Linked DNA regions of Rattus norvegicus: regions 1 and 3 are each linked to region 2. Evidence: chromatin contacts called from public Hi-C data. All regions are on one chromosome and are shown on one strand. Each heading gives the region's core, a stretch centred on a gene start, on an enhancer-like site or on the middle of the called end of the contact. The rest is flanking DNA. Distances are from core to core; before and after follow the strand shown. Region 1 overlaps LOC120100832 (a long non-coding RNA gene). Region 2 holds the start of LOC120100833 (protein FAM246C-like). Region 3 overlaps Mbnl1 (muscleblind-like splicing regulator 1).

The links. Hi-C and Micro-C count contacts between places; a contact is called where the count stands out from the background.
Region 1: a Hi-C map of the A7r5 cell line shows a contact between it and region 2, with 3 times the contacts expected there. The contact joins the enhancer-like site here to the promoter of LOC120100833 in region 2. A contact is called at or near these places in 3 of 12 Hi-C or Micro-C datasets (the A7r5 cell line, the Rat2 cell line and mammary epithelial cells).
Region 3: a Hi-C map of the A7r5 cell line shows a contact between it and region 2, with 6 times the contacts expected there. The contact joins the enhancer-like site here to the promoter of LOC120100833 in region 2. A contact is called at or near these places in 8 of 12 Hi-C or Micro-C datasets (the A7r5 cell line, the Rat2 cell line, Schwann cells and 5 more) and 1 of 1 datasets of contacts at active chromatin or transcription factors (oligodendrocytes).

The regions. Positions count from the first base shown.
Region 1 is chr2:146,740,580-146,743,279 of GRCr8, forward strand. The region is part of intron 1 of LOC120100832 (a long non-coding RNA gene); the gene reads left to right. It also overlaps the pseudogene LOC120101133. Among named protein-coding and RNA genes, the nearest start is that of Mbnl1, 78 kb to the right of the region's middle. Within about 2 kb of position 1,437, at least 6 of the 93 cell types and tissues checked have an H3K27ac peak or open chromatin away from gene starts, as enhancers often do.
Region 2 is chr2:146,819,265-146,821,964 of GRCr8, forward strand. It overlaps LOC120100833 (protein FAM246C-like), which reads right to left and starts at 1,286. Exons shown (of 2, transcript XM_039103697.2): 1 at 1-1,286. The coding sequence starts at 1,286. The coding sequence ends at 543. Mbnl1 (muscleblind-like splicing regulator 1) reads left to right here and starts at 770. Exons shown (of 10, transcript NM_001412543.1): 1 at 770-925.
Region 3 is chr2:146,936,048-146,938,747 of GRCr8, forward strand. Mbnl1 (muscleblind-like splicing regulator 1) reads left to right here. Exons shown (of 10, transcript NM_001412543.1): 4 at 1,813-2,013. Among named protein-coding and RNA genes, the nearest start is that of Mbnl1, 120 kb to the left of the region's middle. Within about 2 kb of position 1,399, at least 8 of the 93 cell types and tissues checked have an H3K27ac peak or open chromatin away from gene starts, as enhancers often do. A contact at or near this core is called in the A7r5 cell line, where this site is marked.

The DNA of each region.
Region 1 (2,700 bases), core at 187-2,686, 79 kb before region 2:
CAGATGTTTACTTTCATGACAGTAGCAACATTAAAGTTATGAAGGAGCAACAGGATAGTTTAATAGTTCCACAGCATGAGGAATGGTATTAAAGGGTCACGGCATTAGGATTGTTGAGAACTACTGGTTTAGACACCATTGCCTAAATTTATATGCATTACTATAGGCAAATGTGATTCCTTTAGAATAAGCAGAGTCAGATATGGTTCTTTTAAATTCAGAAAGCAGACTCTTTAGCCTGCTGCCTTCCCTATGATACTCGATTGGGTTCCTAAGCGTGAACACCAGTAAACTGTAATAGGAAGTACACGGCTGCTTAATAGGTTTGCTGGTCTCTTACTCAGCTCCAGGCAGGGATATTTACCGATGTCTTCAAATACTTAAAAAGGTAGAAACTCTTGTTTACATTACTTATTAGCCTTTTATCTCATTAGGAATTCTTGCTCTATCTTACTTATCAAAAAAGTGTTTTTCTCTACATTTCTCTCTCAATCCCTATATTTCTCTTTCATCCCCAACTCAACTTCTTTAGATTTTTATAATGATGACTATCTATTTGTTGATTCTCTGTGCTCTCCGAAGAGCCTAAGAGTGATTGAGTATTGGAGGAGGAAATAAGAGATTTTAGGTAGGGTTTATTTTCCATCCAAAGAAATTGACATTATACCAGCTCCTCCTCACCCATACACAGAAGTATTCAAGAAATATTCTTTTGTTATCATGAGCAAAACTATGAACTCTCTGAAAATCCTTCCTTATTGGGATGAAAGACGACTCGATCCCACGTATCTTCCTGTACTGTCTCTCATCCTCTGTCTCATTGGCTCCAGAGTTGTATTAGGAGATAGATGTTGACTGGGATGCAGAAGGAGAAACACTGGTACCTTTTAAAGAATCTGCCCTTCTCTTACCTGCGACCTAAGTTACTGATACTCCGTGGACAAACCTTCTGCATTTTCAACAGAAGCCACAACTCTTAATTTTGTATGAAATGTTTTAAGTAGCAAATTTTAAGTTAAATGATCCAGTTTAAATAAAATGTGGCCCAATGGTCATTTTACGGCCTCAACCTTAAACTAAGTAAATGCCATAAGGACTTTTATCCCTTGGGGCTGTCTCTGCTCTCTGTTCTAAATAAAGGGGAGGAACCAGCTGTCGTGTGTGAAGCACTCATGATGAAGAGTTCAGTGAGGGTCTTAGGCAGCTCTTCCTTTCTGTGCTGATCATTATATTGTAAAGCAGTCTGCGCTTCACGGGACCACTGTGGTACCTGAGTTTGTGCATACACATACAGTATATTAGCCAACTTCAATCAGACAACAGGTCCTCCTTAAGTCAAGTTGGACAATGCGTTCAATGTATTTGGTTTGTTCTCTGATGTTATTTGAAACAACATCACTACAAGGAATGTAGTAGTAAAAGGGACGGAGCTAGAGGCCAAGTTTTCCATATCTGTTTCCAAAGCTTAGCTGAGAACCATTAAGAAGGGTTCATCTAAAGACATGAGTAAAAGAGATTAGACGAAATTAAAAAGAGATGATGAACAAAATGGGAGGGTTTGGCACTGAGTGTCCACAGAGCTGTTGGTGAGATGACAGGATACAGAAAGCAGAAAAAAATTGAAATGTAAGGATAGTTTCAAAGGGCTTATATTATGGTCTGGATGGGAATAAATCATATCATCACATTTTGTATTCTTTTCTCATTTACTACATCCTGAGTGCAGTTTTCTCTCCTTCCACTTCTCACAGCCCTCATGTCCTCTCTCCACCAGATGCATCCTTCCTGTTTCCCTTCAGAGAAAAGCAGGCCTAGGCCTCCCAGCGGTATCAACGAAATAGAGCATATCACGTTATAGCAAGGCCTGGCACATACCCTCATATCAAGGCTGGACAAGGCAATCCAGTAGAAGAAAAAGTGTCCCAAAAGCAGCAGAAAAGTCAGAGGCAACACCCACCCATTCCCACAATTAGGAGTTTAGGGGTATAGGTGGCTTATTCAGACTCCTAAAACAGACCTAAAATTATCAGTTCTACTTGGTCTAAAACGTACTTTAAGACATGGCTTCAGATTGCCTCTTCAGGCCTTGTTCAGCTCTGCAAATGATCCGCATTCTGCATCTGCCTCTTTGTTGTTGCTCAAACATGCTCGTAAATGCCACATGTCTGTCGGTGCTGTGCCCACATCCTCATCCTGTGAGCTCTGGCACTGAAGCTGCTGCCCTCAGAAGTTGTTCCCAAGTCCTTGGCAAGGTAAACACTATCTTTTCTCTACTAGAGTAGGTTGTGTTTCTTTTTGTTTTTTTCTAGAGAGGGTTTCTCAGTGTAGCCCTGAACCAGCCTGGCCTCAAATTCAGAGACTCACCTGCCTATGCCTCCAGAGTGCTGGGATAAAAGGCATGGAGGTCACCACCACATAGCTTACATTTAATTTTTCAATTAGCAATAATTATGCCTCATATAAACCTCATTGGTTACGATACTGTCACTGCGCAAAGCTTTAATTTTTAAAAATAATGTTTTGAGGTTACTTAAAATTTCCTAGGCCCCCTCCAACATTCAACATACAATTTTGAAAAGTTAGAAAAACAAGTACTTATCAGTGTGAAAAGATTACTGAGTTTTCCTGAGAATATAATGCATATAGGTGTTTCTGCTACTGAAATGAAGCAGAGGACCTTTCTAAGAGTGTTGAGCTTTC
Region 2 (2,700 bases), core at 36-2,535:
ACCATGAAACAAACGTCTTTTAGTCAAAAATCATCCCTGACGAAGTTATCAGAATTCCTGAAATTCACCGGAAATCCCGTCCACAGATGTTCAAACTTTATCTCTTCTTAGGCACTCATAATTCTTTTCATTCAAAGCCAAGTTACAGGATAGCACCTCGTGAAATAGGGGCTGGTGTTTCATTTGCTCGGGCCGGCAGTTGCCCAGGGTTTGTTTGCGTGGGAGTACCTCTGCATAGCCTAAGATGTTATTTTATTTTAAAAGAGGAAGCTCTGCTTGCTTTCTGTACACCACCTGGCAGAGTTGGAAGTAAGGGAGCCTTTAAACTGCAAGTTTTATTTGCCGATGAGGCGGGAAGGTGGCCTGTGTTTGTGTTTGGGTGACGATCAGTTTTCTCGCAGAACTCCAAAACTGAGCGTTGATTGCTGAGAAAGATACCCACCAACACCCGTGCAGCTTCTTTCCCGCCCTTCGCCTTCCAGGTTCCAGGCGGTGCGGTTCTTCTGCCGCTGCAGGCCGGGCCGCTGACTCTAACCTTCCGTCTAACCTTGCGGGCCTCGCAGACTGGGCGCGGAGCCCCAGGAGCTGGAGCAGCGGTGAGCGGCGCGGGCCCGGGCGAGCGGGCGAGCGGGCGGGCGGGGGCCGGGGCTGCGCGTGGGAGCTCGGCGCGTCCGCGCGCCTTCCTGGCGGGGCTGGCGCGGGGGAGGGGCCGCGCAGCGGCGGAAACCGGCGCGCGGCGATAAGAGGCTGCACGGCGACATGCCACAGTCTCTCAACGCAGCCCGACGAGTCGGGGCGCTAGCCATGCTCCGGTGACCCGGACCCGGCCAGTTTCCTTTCCCGTGGCGGGCATCCCGGAGTAGCGATCCCACAATGCCCCGGGCAGTCGGGGCCCCGGCGGGCAGCCTGCACGGCCACGTGAGAGGTGAGTGGCGGGGCGGCCGCGCATTGTTCTGCGCTGCGGGCGGCGCTGCGGCGGCCTCCGGTGGCGCTCGGGGGTCCTCGGCCCGTACCGTGGCCGCGCGCTGAGGCTCCCGGCCCTGCTCCGCGCCTCTCTGCGGGCCCCCGCAGGGCGCCGCGGGGCAGGACCGGTGGCCCGGGAGCTGGGGCAGGTGCGTGACCGAGTGCTGTGAACTCGGTGACCTCTGCCAGGGTCGATGGGGACGGCCACGGGTCGCGCGGGTCCCGGCAGCGCCCGCATCCCTCTGCCGGGGCTGCCATCCAGCACCGGCTTCATGTGGGCCAAGTATGTGCACGCAGAGGTTAATGCTCTGCCTGCCACCCATAAATTACGCATGACATGTTTAGTTGGGCTGCCTTATATGGAGAGTGCTGTATTTCAGTCCAGTGTGCTTTTTGCCAAGTTTACAGGGCGGAAGACGCCCTGCTTGAGAGGGCTGCCGCTTTTCCTCCCTTTCTGGTCGGTTTGTAGTGCGTCACTCAAAAAACTGTAAGAAAAGTAAGTATAGAGCTTTTCAGGGTGGAGCCACAGAAGGCTGGAGGAATTGCTTTCATGAAAAGTAATCAGTATATGGACTGGTTTTTAAATAAAATCAAGACAGATATGTAGCCTTTCCTCAACCTTAAAGAAAAAGACGACCGACTCTAATATTGTTAGTAATGTGTCATATGATACTATTTTGATTTTAGAGCATGTAACATGAGATTTAAAGAAATTATATGTATATATAATTTATATATATTATATATATAATATATATGGAGCTGAAGCCTTCCTGGCTAGCCCACAGCATGTTACAACTACAGGGGTGTTGAGACAGGCCTATTAGGCTGCTAAAATGGGTTTATGTGCAGTATACATCCCCAGGATTAAAAACAAAGTTAGAAGCTCCCTGGAAGGTTATTGCTACGGTCTTAGGTTTCTGTGTTCACCAGCCCAAACACACACCATAGCAAGTGATTAATAAAGTCTGCCACACTCTGAGCTATTTCATAAACAAATTAATGCAAGGAGAGGGAAGTCATAATTATGGCCTGTGGATATGCCGGATTTCTGCAGCCTTTGAAATAGTACACTAGTGGACACTTTAGACCCCCTTCCTGGGTTTCAACACAGTGTTTACACAAAGAACTTACTTAGTCCATAACTTTCCACAGTAGGTCAGTGTCTCTGTCCACACTCTCTTCTATGCTTTACAGTGTTGATGTTGTTAACCTGGTCCTGTTTTTGACCTAAAATTCTGGTCCCCGAGACAAGTTAAAGTGAAGATTGAAGGGCTGCAGAATGCTGAAGGACTTAGTCAGTACGCAGGATGTGTTGAGTATGTAGTTGGTAGCCTGAAGATAATGCGTTATTTCACAGCGGGAGAAAGCACGTGGCTGTCACTTCCGTCTTCTCCACCTGAAAAGTTGGTGACAGCTAAACTAGCTTTCTAGAAACCCATCCTGTTCCAACTTCCTGCATTTGTACAGGGTTACCTTCTCTTTTTATCTCTGTTATGCTTCTTTCCTTATTCAAGATCTAGACATAGTTTTTTATGTTTCTTTGTTTAATGCAGAGTTTCCTCAGCCAGAGCTACTAAGTTGACTGTTGTGTTCATAGAACAGGTTGGGTCAGCCAGCCGCAGGAAACCTGTTCGTCTCTTTTAAAATTACACCCTCACCATAGACATCATATACATCATAGACACATTTTACTATTGGGAGAGACTTAAGCAGACCTCACATACACTTCATTGG
Region 3 (2,700 bases), core at 149-2,648, 120 kb after region 2:
TTATGAGCCCTCTGCAGGTCAGCTCCGGTAATGCAGGAGTGGCCACAGTCACTGGCTTTCCTAAGGGTTAGGATCCACTCTGAGTGGTAAACTTCCACCAACACAAGGTGCTCATAATTTGTGACAGCTGCATTCTATCCACATGTAGGTTTTCACTGTATTTTATTTGATGAGACTAATTGAGATCGAGTTTTATTGGCATACTGTCATTATTGTGTCAAGTCGGAGAACAATTTCTTCATCCTGAATGCCTTTATGAATGCAATAGCCTTAAGTAATTACTATAGTATACAGTGACATAAACATATCAGTAACTTCCTAAAGTAAGCACCAAATGGCCTTCTGGAAACTCATTTTAATTTACAGCAATGAATGCAAAGAGGAAGGATATAACTAACTTTCAATCGTTTAGAACTCTGCTAAATTTATAACAATTCTTCTATCTGCTCTGGGATTCCATGCCCTGTATCTGACTGTGTGCAACAGAATACAAATTTGACTAGAATATTCTTGGAGAGAAGTTGAAGTTTAATGTATGATCACCATGTAGGACTGCCCCTGTCATGGCCCTGCCCTGGCCTCTAGCGCACAAAGAGAAAGCCTGAAATCAGATGCTGTTTGGAGTTTTGCTGAGAGACAGATGCCACTGGGCCCAGTTTTACATGTGGATCCAGGTTGTTATTAGTGTGACACAGGGTGCTTTTTATTGCCTGAGGGCAGCTGCTTTGCATTGGTATAGGTTTGGAGTTTGGAGGCAAAAGACTTACTCTAGGATACTTCATTAGACAAGCGTCACAGAGCTGTCAGAGTAACTAAGCATGGCATTCACATATCAGTGTGAGCTATGCTGTTAGCAATTCTTCCCAGTGAGTCGGTGTTTGTATTAAACAGTCACACTCTTCTTACTAGAAACTTGTACACACGCAGAGCTGTCACGTAGGCTGCATGCTCAACTATGGCATAGTCCTTTAGGACCTTAAACTTTCATATTAAACAATGTCATTTACACATAGTAGATCCCTGGATTCTCTCCATCGAATGCAGTAGCACCACCCCAGTCCTGCCTGCTGACAGCCCATCCCATGTTGCCGGGCATAGTTAATTTTAATAATTCTGTGGCATTTCCTGAGACATATTCTGTCTGTCTTCACATTCCAGCCTTTTTCTGGGGAAGGTTAATTTCCATTGCTCAGCGCCTCACAAGCATGGGATGGGCTTGTAGAGCATTGAACCTTTCTTCTGAGAAACCCACATCAAGTGACGAGGCCAAATGCTGTCTCTTCTGTGCTCGAAAGACAATGTAATCATCACCTCTCACAACCCACAAGATCTGATAAATGCTCTGGCTGTAGCACTCAGTGATCCCCGGGGACTTCTGTGTCTGCTCGGATGATAGGCCCTTATAGTCTGTTAACACTTGAGAACAAACGTTTCGAGCGTACATGACACAGCAGTTACACAGTGTGTGTCTCAGACAGTTTTCTAGGATTGAGTCACAAAGGTGGAGACTGAGTGACCACAAACAATTGTCTGTACTGAGATATTTAAGACGTTAAACCGCAAGTATTCTAGATGCCAAACTTTGAAAACCCTCTGGAGGTGTTAATGCATAGTCTGCCTGCTAGATTTTGGGAAAAACAATGACCTAGCACATGTCTGTATACTAAAATCTTCTTAGACTAAATTAAAGACAGAATTAAATAGAAATAAAGGAAGAAATGAATGATAAATGAAGAATAAATGATAGTTGTGTAAGTATCAATTTGGAATTGAGGCTTGCCATTAAAATTTGCTTTTTGTTTTAATTTCCAGCCAATGTTTTCAGTTGCACCAAGCTTAGCCACCAATGCATCAGCAGCCTTTAATCCCTACCTGGGGCCTGTTTCCCCAAGCCTGGTTCCAGCAGAGATCTTGCCGACTGCACCAATGTTGGTCACGGGGAATCCTGGAGTTCCGGTGCCAGCAGCTGCTGCAGCTGCTGCACAGAAGTTAATGCGGACAGACAGACTGGAGGTAGGCTGAAGAGTTGGCCCTTCATGGTTTCCATTACAGTTCTTAAAGTGTTTATGGCCAGAATGGCTTTGAAACTGAAAGGACATGACCTGGTCCAGTATTTGTACTATTTTGTTAGGATATAGTTATGCTGTTTTGGTTAATATAACAGTTACAAAAACCAACAGCATCGTGTTTAGGTTCTTAGATGAGGACTAGGAACTGGGATCAGGGTGTCTCTTATTTCACTTTGTCTCAGTATCCTTAAAATCTTGCACATGGTGCTAATTCTCATACATCAAAGATTTAGGAAAAATATTTGGCACAGTTGTTTCTGGATGTTTATTGTAGAGATCAATACAATACAATGTTTATGGCCGTGAACAAACGGTTGAAGTGCAGAGCATCTCATAAACATGGAAGACAGTGGCTAGTGTGCAGGAGCGATTCTAAAACTCTCTGAAGATGTTGTCATAAGCTCCGAGTCCTTTCATTGAGACAGGCGCTTTTGTGAAATATGCCCTGATAAAAACACGTTTTAGTAGACCGTCACTTGATTGTCATAGTCTTGGAGTTGAGGATGAGTGCATGCTTTATGGTTGCTGACTGAAAAGGAAATTAGAGATATGGTTCTAGTTTGAAATTACTGTTCAGAATTTTAGCATGGCATGCATTAACAGGCTTGATAAACAGTTTCTGTAGGAAAAT